Regions from separate parts of the Mus musculus genome. Here all the other regions are linked to region 2. The links are chromatin contacts, called in public Hi-C maps. All regions are on one chromosome and are shown on one strand. Each heading gives the region's core, a stretch centred on a gene start, on an enhancer-like site or on the middle of the called end of the contact. The rest is flanking DNA. Distances are from core to core; before and after follow the strand shown.

Region 1 (2,942 bases), core at 165-2,664, 600 kb before region 2:
TCAGGAAAGGGGCAATAAACCAGTAGTACCATCCTCAAAGGTAAGTTGACCAAGAGGCTGGTGACTCTGAGATGACAAGAATCAGTTGTACAACCCTTCATTTTATGTCTGGAGCAGGGCAGGCTGGGGACCCTGGTTCTCATAACTGCAGAACCTTTGCTAACAGGCTCAGGATAAGCTTTTGCCTCCTAGGGCTTGATTCCAAGAGAGTGAGTTAGCATACTTGCATGCCTACTCTTGACCATGCAAGGGTATGAGCCAATGGCAGGAGAAAAGGTTATTCCTAGGAGACAGGTCACATTAGCATACTGTCTTAGGGTTCATTTATAAAAGCACACTTTGGTTCTTTTCTTACTTGCAGACAAAGTTCCCTGGGAATTGTTAGCAAGATGTGCCAGCAGCATGCTTGTCAGACTTCAGGTGCCCATAAATCCAGCCATAAAGGGCTCCCTCCACTCCAAACACATCTCTGTGAATGGCCCAGTTAAAAAGCAAACACATTGTAGGGAATTAATAAAAGCAAATTTTTGGTTTTTACTGCTCACTCCAACTCTAGAGAGCAATGCCTTTTTAATTCTCCCACAGTAGCTTTCTTAAATCACCCCAGGCTTCCATTAAGAGTTCTGTTGTTGCTCTGGACAGTATCTTGTTAGGAAGCAAGTCAGCTTGGTTATTACTGCTGAACACTGTCCCTAGCTTGCATTTATACAGCAAAAGGCTTATAGAATAATTACCTACTCTTTCCTATAATGAGCCGGATGATACACACACACACACACACACACACACACACACACACACACACACACACACACATACACACACACACACACACACACACACACACACACACACACACACACACAAACACACACACACCTAAAACCACCCTGACTGCCATCTATGCTGATGAGAGCAATTGATAAAAATTGGCAAAACCACTAAAACAACTTCACTTATATTCACTGAGACCCATGTTGGCCGCAGACAAGAAAACATGCTTACTGGCCACAAATAGGTTGTGTGTTTGGCATAAGTGCCATGATTTCACACACATGTGATCTTATCACGGTAATCTGTATTCGAAATTGGTAAGCAAGATGCTGGGAAATACACTTAGAAAATATCGATGGGATTTGGAAGCTGTTGTTGACTTATAACACAAAATTCAAAGCCCACTGAGCTGTGGTGAGCCAAGGAGCCCATCTTCACAAGGATAGCCTACACTGTGTCTGGTCAGTGGTCCAGGTTGCCGGATATCCTCTGTCTATTCTCCAAGGCCTCACACACATGCTGTGCCTGTGGACACAGGTTTCACACACCAGCTGTCACACCGGACTCTAACTTGGAATGTGTTGCAGATATGAAAACCCACAAAGAAAGAATTCTCACATTCCCTAGTAATTGAAGGCCCAGGGATTGCCTGCCAGCTCTCTGCCTCTGGGGCAAGCTTGGATTTGGCATTCTGTTTAACACTCTCCTACACACAGCAAAATATGCTGCTGTTTTTTCTCTTTTTACAAGTGTGTGTGTGTTTGTGTGTGTGTATGTGTGTTCATGTGTGTCCTGTGTATGTGTACACATGTGTACTCAGGTTTACTTGTCCATGGCTGGGCATGTGAAGGCTACAGATCAATATTAAGTGCTTTATTCTATCATCTTTCACTTTAGATTTTGAAACAGGGACACTCACAGGCCTTAAGATAGTCATTTCAACTTGACTGGCTAGCCAGCAAGCCTTGGGGGACAGCCTGTTTCCATATCCCAACACAGTGGTAACACACACATGCCACCACCCAGCTCTTACACAGATGTGAACTTAGGACCTCATGTTCACATACCAAGCATTTTATCCACTGTGCCATCTCTCCAGTCCCTGGCCCTGTGTTGTTTGGTTGTTTGGATCTTATTTTTATTTTTTATAATAGTTGCAGAACAGGTTAGAAACTGTGAACCTTATATTTCTTTTCATCCTTGAGAAAGCATATTTATGTTGTAAAAAAAGAAAAGGGCACATATTCTTAGTTGACAATAATTTTCCTTCCCAAAGAGATGAGAAAATAACAGAATAATATCTATACTTAAGATGTTAAAAGTAACAAAAGCGTCCCAAGCCCAGTTTGTTGGAATGCAAGCCTCCTCACATGGTCCCAACCCCCACAGGAGAACAAATCATCGCCATCCCTGATCAGCAGAGTCCGTATAAAGCTATGGTGTGCTCAGAGGTACATTTCTCTAAGGACTTGGCCTTTGAGTAATTGGGCAAACATGGTCCCCCTAAAAGGCCAAAAGCATTGACTAGAGGGATAGCTTCCCCCACTGTCATGTCTAACAACCTCAAGGGGACTCTGCAAGCTGTGACACGCACCCCTTCTGACAATGCATCTCTCGGGTGACTTTTTGCAGAACTTCTTTCACAAAGCTAGTTTGAAAACACTTTTTTTTTCTGGTATTCTGCTCCAGGGAGACGGACTTACTCCCTTCCAATATGCTGTGAGTTTCTTTGGGTCTGACCGTGTTGGGTCTATATGAGGAAGTAAACCCCGGTAGGACAAACTACTACTATAATTCTTCACTCATATGGGGGCCAGAAAATGCGTGGTGTAGAACACCATCCTGAGAGCAAAGTGACCATGGCATCAGATAAACTGTGCCTGCTTGCATGATACCATCATGATCAGGCTTGTGGAAGGATATTGGCAAGGCTACTGGACCCTAACCTAAGGTTCTAACCACTCCTCTAGCCATTTCTATGCAATATATATCAACTGCATGTGGTTTCAAGATGTCCTGTAGTAGATAGGCTGGTCGGGGGTGGGATTAGTAGAGAAGGGTCTTTACCTCTGTGTTATGGGGAATCCATTACACATTTTGCATGGGTACTTTCCTGTATAGCTGTTTTAGTGTTACCCATATTCCTTCCAGTAACCCCTGACACATAT
Region 2 (2,972 bases), core at 88-2,587:
TCTAAAGCTAAATGTCAAAAAGATCTCGTACTCCCTAGACGCTTCCCAAGAAACCATATAAAAAGAAAGAAAGCCAGGCGTGGTGGCGCACGCCTTTAATCCCAGCACTCAGGAGGCGGAGGCAGGCGGATTTCTGAGTTCGAGGCCAGCCTGGTCTACAGAGTGAGTTCCAGGACAGCCAGGGCTACACAGAGAAACCCTGTCTAGAAAAACAAAGCAAAACAAAACAAAACAAAACAAAACAAAACAAAACAAGAAAGAAAACCGGGCCTGGGGAGATGGCTCCACTAGGTGCTTTGTAAGCTTAAGGACCCGAGTTTGATGCCCAGAAGCAACACAAGAAACAGCAAGAGAGGCAGAGACCAGCTAATCCCCGGGTCTCACTGGCCAGCTAGTATTGCCTGTTTGGTGGGTTCCTGGCCAATGGCAATAAGGGTGTCCTCTGTCCCCCACACATGCACAAATGCAGGCACATTCATGCGAGCACGTACACACACACCCTCTACATACAAACACATGTACAAATACACTCACATTTAAAAAAAATTTTTTTTAAATATGAAATTGAAGGGACAGATGCCTTGTAGACTTTTTAAAGGGATGTTGTATTTTGTTGTTAGTTGGTTTTGTGTTTGGTTTTTGAAGACGGGGTGTCATGTAGCCCAGGCTGACCTCCACCTTGCTGTGTAGCCACTGATGACCTTGAACCCCAATCCTCTTGCCTCTACCTCCCACACACTGAGATCATGAGCATGCTCTGCCATACCTGGTTTTATATTGGATTTTTAGAAATATCCATCAGTCAGCTGACTGAGTTCAATCCTCTCCCACCTCCCTGTTCTCAAACAGGAATCGGTGCCCTGTGAGCCTGAGCTGCCTCCTCCCACTAGAGACTGGACCAGGTCTCCTGTCAGTGAGTTCCAAGGTTACCCTTTGTATCAAGAGCTCATTTTTAACATGAATATCAGACTTGGAAGGAAGCAGATCCGAAATTACAACCTCCCTGATGTAGACATTAATGAGTCATTTGAGGAGGTCTGTACACAGTCCCTAAGCAAAAACTATCTCTCAACCCCAGGCCCATATGTCACTTTCCTTTGCCAGGGCAGTCCACCAGGCTGCAGGGTATCCTTCGGCTCAGGACACTGAGCAAAGTAGGTCACATATAATATCAGCAGCGTTTGCTCAGCTCAGAAGGTCACCTCGGTGCTCAGCATTTTTGTATTGCCTCAAATAAATAATGAACATGGAGGTTTCACAATATGGCACTGCTAAACTGATTCCCTAGGAACAACATTCTCATCGCACTGCCTATTGCCAACATATGCTTCTCCTTGTAGAGCGGATGCCAAATGATATTACATCAGGGAATATAGTTTCATAAGGAATTAAGGACATCAAGTGAGAACTGGCTAGAAAAATACACTCAGGAAGAATGTGTACAAAGAAAAGTCCTGTGCACGTCGACAACACATAGCTTAAGACAAATAGTTAATGAGACGGTGTTGTTAAAATTATAGGTGCAAACCTCTAAATGTCACCAAGTAATCTCCACGAAGACAGGACTGCACCAGAAATGTAGATATGTCACAAAGAACACTACGCTACTGCTGATACTTCTTCTACACACGTTTTAAACAAAACTCAACATTTTTGAGTAAAATTCCAGAGCTGTTTATGGTAGGCATGTTAGTGGTCCGCCAAATATGTCTGCATCCTCATCTCCAGTATCTGAATACGTCACTTCAAATAACCAAAGTGGCTTTGAAAAAGTGCTTAAGTCTGAGGAGCTGGGCTGGGGAAATAGTCCAGCATCGATGTCAGGTGGCTCACAATCACCTGTAATCCCAGCCCCAGGGAATCTGACACCTTCCCCTGGCCTCTGCAAGCACCTGCACATGTACACATACACATAGAGAGACGCACATAAAGTACATATTTTAAAAATAGCTAAGTATGCACAATGGCTGGCTTCTAATCCTAGCACTCCGTGGGTGAAGCTAGACTATTCAGGGTAAGCTGGCTAGTTAAGACTAGCCAGGATTAGCAAACACAAGGCTCAGCTATAGACCCTGCCTTAGTATATAGGGTAACCAGCTGAAGAAAACGCATGACTTCAATCTCTGGTCTCTACATGCCCATGGGCCCACACACATGTGAACACACACACACACACACACACACACACAAACAAACATTTTTTAGACAGGGTCTTACTATGCATCCCCAGCTGGCCTAGAATCTGCTATGTAGACCAGACTGGCCTCAACTCAGAGATCTACTGCCTCTTCCTCTGGCACGATGGGATTGAAGGTGGGTGCCACCACACCCAGCTTGCAAAAATACTTTTAAAAAGTAGTTTGATTCTATCTGTTTAGAAAAAAAAACATCTTCTACTAACCACATAAATCAAAATAAATTTTGTATTACCAAAAAGTAAATACTTTCTAATCTTATAAAACATGTCAAACAATAACATTAAGCATGTTTAACTATACTCAGACATTAGTTTCCCTATTGTTAAGGGGGGAGTCTAATTTAATGCTATTAAAAAGTCTATTTTTTACACTCAAAATATAAAAATTAAGAGGAAGACAAAGCATGAGATGGGCCGTACTGTACGAAGATGCACAATTATCTCATGGAAATAAGAAGCCCCACAGACGGCTGAGCAAGGTGCGATTTGATCGCCTGTGCAAGAGACTCAGAGCTTAATCAGCATATGCAAAAATGCTCCACCTTGCTGTGATCAGACGAAAACAAATTAAAATACTCATTAAGCATCATTTTACACATATTACATTAGCAAAAATAACAATAATTCTGAAGGCTAACCAGATTCTGATTAAGCCTGTGTGTTTTCGCGCTGTTGGTTACAATTTGGTTGTTTGGAAGGGGACTTAACTGTATGTAACAAACCCATAAAATGGTAATGTTCCTGAAGCTGGGCGTTCCACCACTGAGGGTCTCTC
Region 3 (3,158 bases), core at 630-3,129, 710 kb before region 2:
CAAGGACCCCTATCCTACCATTGCCAAGGGTTTTTTGCTCAAGTTTAAATATAGGTTAGGACTTAAAGGGTCTATGATAGTCACGATGGGGACATTTTTATGAGGCATAGATAAACTTCAGAACCTTGAACTTCAAATGCTCCTGAAGCTAGTTTTCCAGCAAAACTAGCCTCTATAGACCATAGAAGGAAACTAGTTTTTGCAGTGTAAAGATTTGTCAGTGGCCTTATCTGGATGGGTACTTCACAAGGAGCCTTAATTTTATACTAGACCTAAATACACCACCTTCCATTTTCTCTTATGCTACATGGTGACTGAAGAGCCAGCAGAACCAATAATCACATTCTTATCTGGGAAGAATTTGGTTAACATTGGTAGACTGGAGATTCTAACAGTGTCTGTCCAGCAGTTCGGGACCCAGAGATGGAATAAAAGTTTTCTTGGTTGGTTTTGTAAAGCTTGGATTCATTAGCTCCCTGGATTAACAAGATCAGGGTTCTATAACTTATCTGTAATACAATATAGAATAGAATTTGAAAGCTCTGGAATATGAATATGTTAGAATAACTGGTGTGTCAGTGTTAATTGTCAATTTGCCAGAGTCTAGAATCTCCTGGGAGATGGGTCACTGGGCATACCAATCACATAGTATAGATTTAGATAGTTAATGTGTGAATATTCTTTTTACTGTGAGTGGGATCATTCCCTGGGAAGAGGTCCTTGGACTAAATAATACACAGACGGACAGACAGATCTCTACAAACTGGAGAAAGAAAGCTGAGAGCTAGCATGAATGCACTTATCACTCTCTGCTTTCAGACTATGGAAGTGATTAGACCAGATGTTCAAGTTCCTGGTGCCATGAATTTACATACTGCCACAACAGACTGTACCTTGAACTGTGAGTTAAAATAAAGTCTTTTTTGCTTCTGGGGGTTTTTCTTTCCCAGCCACAGAAAGATATCTGAAGCATTCCTTGAGGTTCTCCAAGAGAAAGGAGTCTTCACTAAGGCACTAAAATATGCTTTCCTGAAGGGAATGCAGCCTCATTACCAACCTCTGCTGCTGTCTTTGGCTGTTTCTCAGTTTGGGTATAAAACATTAGGGACTGTAACTTTCACCATTAAGTATCAGAACTTTGTATTTTAGTGAGGTAACATGGCCATGTGATGTCAGATGCCATATGGTAATATGCAACCATTTCTGACCATGATGACGTATAATTATTGTGTTGTGGTTATTGCAAAACACACGGGAACATGGTTGTTCCAGTCATCAGAACCATATGATGGTGACTGATTCCTGGTGTCCCAAGGCCAAAAGTAAGAATGTCAACTGCCAACTTACTAAATTGTTAATATATATATATTATATATATTATATATATATATATATATATAGGCAGATATATATATATATATATATATATATATTATATATATATATATATAGGCAGATCCTAATCACAAAGATAAACGGTCCGAGTGTCTCAACTTGTTGAATCTGTTTGAAGAGTCTGCGCCCAGAAAACCTAGGAAAGAAGAGTCCAATTCCTCCCTTTCCATGGCAATACGATGTGTCTGTGTCTCATGGAATATACACTCACATTTAATTTTGCAGAACTATAAAAGCCCTCAGTTTGCACTCATTATGGATAGAACTCCCCATAGCCAGGTGGATGGGAGGCCTGCTCCTGGGATGGACCATGAACCAATTCTCTCAATTGTCTAGTGTTTGCTTCATGGACTCATGAGCCAAGTAGCTGTTTGGCAGCCACAAGAACTCCCGGGCAAGTTCCGCAACTTGAAACCCCGAAACAGTCCTTCCATGATCAACTGCTGTGCCTGCTGGGTATCCAAATTACCAACGGCAGAGGTTACATCCAAACACTGATATGGCTCCATTCCCAGGTTGAAGGTGGGGAGAGATTCATCAAGCCTCCTAGTGAGAGTTTGATTACATTGGACCCCTTCCATCATGGGAAGAACTGCAATCTGTTCTTATAGAAGGAGACATCTATCCTAATGCAAAGTTCCCTTCCTTGTGTAAAATTCTCCCTTCAGATTCATCTTACTTGAACAGGACTGTCTCTCAGGTGCAGGATGGCAGTTCACGATGCTCATCTCCACCCTACAATTGTGGAGTCTTACTCTGCACTGGAAGTAGGTGATAGGATTTGCCCTTGGCATTCTCTGGCTAGAATGTGTCCTATCACCTAAAGAGAATTGGCTTTCTGCGACAGCTTTCTGCGACAGCTTCCTGCTCTTCTGAAGGGAGATAGCAACTTGAACAAACATGGGACAAGATTTATCTGAGTTAGAACATATCACTATCATGAAGCAGGGTGCGCACAGAAGTGCTCTGCTCATCTAAAGAGTAATTTATAGAATTGTTGCTTTTTATTATTTCTTGTGTGTGTCCATATGTGTGGCTCTGTGTGCATATATCTGTGGGTATGCCTGTATGTGTGTGTGTATGCACGTGTCTGTGTGTGTCTGTGTGTACATGTGTCTATGTATATGTCTGTATGTGTCTACATGTGTCCCTCTGTGCATGTGTCTCTGTGTGTGTCTCTGTGAATATCTGTGTGTGTGTCTTTGTGTTCCTGTGTGTGTGTGAATGTAGGTGTGATCATAGTACAATGTTCCTGTAGACACAGAGGATAACATCTGGGAGTTGATTCTTGCCTCCCAGCTAGTTGATATAAGATCACCTCTTGCTTTTTTTGATGCTGCTCTATATAGTCCCAGCCGGCTTCTTTCTGGCAGGGTTCCTGCCCCTGCCCCTCATCTTTCCTCAGACTTCTGGCTTTAAACACACACACTGCCACTGCATCTGATTCTTTTACAGATCAAACTCAGGTGAAGAAGCCCACATGGCAGCTCCTTTCCCTGCTGAACCATTCTTCTGGCTGCAGAATCTTTTTATTATTAAAGTCACAAACTTGATTGCATTAAATTTCCTAGTTCCTAAGAGGAAAAAAAATTTTTTTTCAGAGAACACATTTCTAGAACCCCAAATTAGAAATCTGAGACTATTTATTTGCCAAACTGGTCTTTGATCTGGCAGACATAGGACAGGGTTGGGGGAAATGTTTCAATCCTTAAAAATAAAAGGGAATCTGTCCTGTTGCTGCAGAACAAATGTAAGAAAGGCTG
Region 4 (3,269 bases), core at 183-2,682, 530 kb before region 2:
TACATCCATGTTGCCTTGTGTGTCAGTAGACCCTCCTCTTGATCACTGTCTATCACCCCATTTGGAGAACATTCTATCACTTATTTGGCCATTATCCTGTTGATGGACACTTGGGTTGCTTCCAACTCTTGTGGGGTTTTTTTTTTGTTGTTGTTGTTGTTGTTGGGTTTTTTTGGTTTTTTTTTTTTTTTGGTTTTTGGGTTTTTTTTTGTTGTTGTTGTTTGTTTTTTTGTTTTGTTTTGTTTTGGTTTGGTTTGGTTTGGTTTTGGTTTGGTTTGGTTTGTGAAAGCTTCATTAATTTCTGCAAACAAGGCACCCAATCTGTTTTACCCTCTTTCTGTTCCCAACAGCCCCTTCGTATTTCTCCCTCTCCAGACTTTGCCCAAGCCCAAATGTCATTCCTAACCACAGGAAACCTCATTATTCCTTGCTTCCATTTGTCTCTGTCCATACAATGAAAAAACTCAAACTTAAATTTAAAATAACTAAAATAAGCTCTTTAAGATAATAACTAAAGCAACAGCAGAACCCACAGTTTGCCTGTGACAGAACTCCATGATCTAGACAGGAAGCTAGAGGAAAGCAGAAGATAGCCTCAGGTATCTCCCCGCCTGTATCTTGTTTCTGCCTGTATCTGTATTACAGGTTAAATACATAGAATATTCACTTTGAGTAGCCTTCACAGGGGGTCAGCAGTGCTGTGATATATACAGTTTTATCAATAGCAACATCATTATTTTGGTGCCAGCGCTGAACCAGAGGCTCATTACCAGAATTCCACAGGTTGTGGTGTACCTAACTAGCTAATGTGACTTGAGCAGCTGCCTAGGTTTCAATGAAAGCAAGAGTCAAATCATTAGTTCTTATTGCTGTGCAGAGTTCAGCGAGGCCATCGTCCATTATGCTGTGTCAGGAACACAGTAATCTTCATTACCTTACAGTTAATTCTACTGTTTCCACCGTTGTCCTCTGACCATTTCATGGCATTAAGACCACATATCAGGCCATTGTAGTTGGTTTTTTCCCTTGATAAGCAAGTGTCATGAGGACAGAGACTTTGCTTAATGGTAAGCAGCTTGCTCTCGTCCCTGTAACAATGCCCATTCAGTAGGCATCCAATATGCATTTCTGAGTGTACTGATGAGGTTATATAGCCTTTGCCTAGACATGGGTGAGACTAAGACTTAAGGAACCAATTTACCCACAGCAAGGTGAAGATGCAAGGTTCATCTTCCTTTCCTCTCTACCTGTCTGCCTTAGTGTGGCCAAAGGCGAAGCCCCTTCTGCTCAGCAGACTGTCTAATGACTTGGAGCTTAGGAATACTCTTCATTCTCCTAGCCCGACATTTCTCCGCCAAGTCAGAGCCCCTCTGACTGGGTTGGAAAGAACCTCAGCTAAAAGCCCTTCAGCTGAGCACCCGGCAGCTTCCGTTTGCCTGAGATGTCACACTGCTGGCAGCGTTTAATTCAGATGAGAAGTGACACCCACATCCTGATGCCTCAGCTGCCAGCAAGAGGCTAGTGACAACTCCCATTACACAGAAGGGTGAGCCAGGTGTCCTAGAAAAGCTCCTGCCTCCCAAATCCCATCTACCTAATTAAATTCTCTCTGCAGTCTCCGGATCCCTTCCTCTATGTCAAGCCCCAATTCTGCTCTTTAAAAAAAAATGAGATACTTCTGTGATGCTGCTCTGCAATGACAGAGTGGAAGTTGGGGACCAGAGAATCGTAGAGGCCAGGTGACAGGAGTGAAAAAAGGATAAAGGATTTGGGAGATGAAAAATGAGCATAAAATATACCCATCTCCAACTTTAGCAAAATGTGTGGTTTTGTTTTGATTGTGCATGTGGGAGTGCCTATGGTGTGCATGCATATGTGCATGCATGTTCTAGGGGGGTACTCACTCATGTATGTTTGTATGCACATGTGTGCATACACCCATGGAAGCCTGAGGTTGCTGTCTTCCCTAATGCAGTTCACACTATGTACTGCAACAGGGCCTCTTCCTGCACTCAGAGATCTAACTAACCAGCTCGCTTCAAGGGTTGCATTTCCACAGGAGATGCACAGGTCCTGAAGGTCCAGCTCAGGCCTCACTATTGCTGAAGCGATTTACTGCCTGAGCCATCTGTCCAACCCCCAAAACATGTTCTGTGTAAAGACATCAAAGAAAAAGACCTTTTCTTTGTCTTAGGAATCCTATGTCTTAGGGCTCCAGAGGGAGGTTCCACATTGGAGAGAAACCATGGCGGCAGGAAGCCAGAGCCCAAAGCTTGCTGATTACATTTCAGCCACACTCCTGGAAAACAGAGCAAACTGCACGTGGGGTGAGTCCATGAGCCTGCAAAGCCCTGTAACACCGCCAGTGACATCATTCCTCCAGCAAGGCTCCGATTTCTAAAGGTTCCATAACCTCTCAAAACACTTTCACCAACTGGGAACTGAGTGTTAAAGTACCTGACCCTAAGGGAGAAAGGGGTCATTTGAACTATGACCAAACATGTTCCTCGTATGTTCTGTAGGCTGCTTGGATGTGTGTATTTAGAAGACCTTTAAGTGAAAATGTTATTATTCACCCTAGATACCTTAACTTTCATTTTTTCTTGTATGTCCTGAAGCAGGGAGAGGCACTTAAGGTCTTCCTCCAGTGAAGAAATGGCAGTGTTGAGAAACCATGACAGTAAAGGAGCCTTGAGCTAGTCAATAAAAAGGCTGGGTTTATTTCAAAGCTCTTGTTACTGATGACAATATCCTGGTATCAATAGTGTGTGTGTGTGTGTGTGTGTGTGTGTGTGTGTGTGTGTGTGTGTGTACATGTATATATGCAGGTGTGTGCAAGTGTATATACATCTGTTAATGTGTGTGGGCATGTATATCTATGTGTGTACATGTAGATGTGTATATACACACACATGTATGGGCATGTTGCATTCATGTGTGTGTACTAGAGCAAATCACATACATTAAGAAAGTTTCCTTTCTTAAGGAAAGGAAACTTGTCGTTGTTCAGAGTGGAACAGAGGCTCCCATGTTCCACATCATATTCAACATGGGGAAAATGCATTAACATTTCTGTGACAATGACACATTACCTTTCATAAGAATGTAAGCTTCACTTAATGACTGCTTAGGGAACATCAGAAAATCTAGTTCCCAAAAACACACTCTGCATAGGAAGCTTCTAATGTGGCTTCCATAACCACAAAGAGAACCCAGCTTCCTGCCCATCACAATGATAGACAAAAACTTCCCTAGTAAGGATCAAGGGC

The links. A called contact is a pair of places that touch in the nucleus more often than the background predicts.
Region 1: a Hi-C map of cerebellar granule neurons shows a contact between it and region 2, with 3 times the contacts expected there. The contact joins two enhancer-like sites. A contact is called at or near these places in 6 of 484 Hi-C or Micro-C datasets (cerebellar granule neurons, cerebral cortex and cortical neurons) and 1 of 115 datasets of contacts at active chromatin or transcription factors (astrocytes).
Region 3: a Hi-C map of cerebellum shows a contact between it and region 2, with 4 times the contacts expected there. The contact joins two enhancer-like sites. A contact is called at or near these places in 11 of 484 Hi-C or Micro-C datasets (Sertoli cells, cardiomyocytes, cerebellar granule neurons and 5 more) and 2 of 115 datasets of contacts at active chromatin or transcription factors (astrocytes and embryonic midbrain).
Region 4: a Hi-C map of cerebral cortex shows a contact between it and region 2, with 1.8 times the contacts expected there. The contact joins two enhancer-like sites. A contact is called at or near these places in 1 of 484 Hi-C or Micro-C datasets (cerebral cortex) and 3 of 115 datasets of contacts at active chromatin or transcription factors (astrocytes, embryonic midbrain and forebrain).

Annotation. Positions count from the first base shown.
Region 1 is chr9:112,829,952-112,832,893 of GRCm38.p6, forward strand. No RefSeq gene overlaps it. Among named protein-coding and RNA genes, the nearest start is that of Gm36251, 290 kb to the right of the region's middle. Within about 2 kb of position 1,415, at least 10 of the 459 cell types and tissues checked have an H3K27ac peak or open chromatin away from gene starts, as enhancers often do. A contact at or near this core is called in cerebellar granule neurons, where this site is marked.
Region 2 is chr9:113,431,629-113,434,600 of GRCm38.p6, forward strand. No RefSeq gene overlaps it. Among named protein-coding and RNA genes, the nearest start is that of Gm39438, 11 kb to the right of the region's middle. Within about 2 kb of position 1,338, at least 10 of the 459 cell types and tissues checked have an H3K27ac peak or open chromatin away from gene starts, as enhancers often do. A contact at or near this core is called in cerebellar granule neurons, cerebellum and cerebral cortex, where this site is marked.
Region 3 is chr9:112,720,797-112,723,954 of GRCm38.p6, forward strand. No RefSeq gene overlaps it. Among named protein-coding and RNA genes, the nearest start is that of Gm24957, 200 kb to the left of the region's middle. Within about 2 kb of position 1,880, at least 3 of the 459 cell types and tissues checked have an H3K27ac peak or open chromatin away from gene starts, as enhancers often do. A contact at or near this core is called in cerebellar granule neurons and cerebellum, where this site is marked.
Region 4 is chr9:112,904,674-112,907,942 of GRCm38.p6, forward strand. No RefSeq gene overlaps it. Among named protein-coding and RNA genes, the nearest start is that of Gm36251, 220 kb to the right of the region's middle. Within about 2 kb of position 1,433, at least 4 of the 459 cell types and tissues checked have an H3K27ac peak or open chromatin away from gene starts, as enhancers often do. A contact at or near this core is called in cerebral cortex, where this site is marked.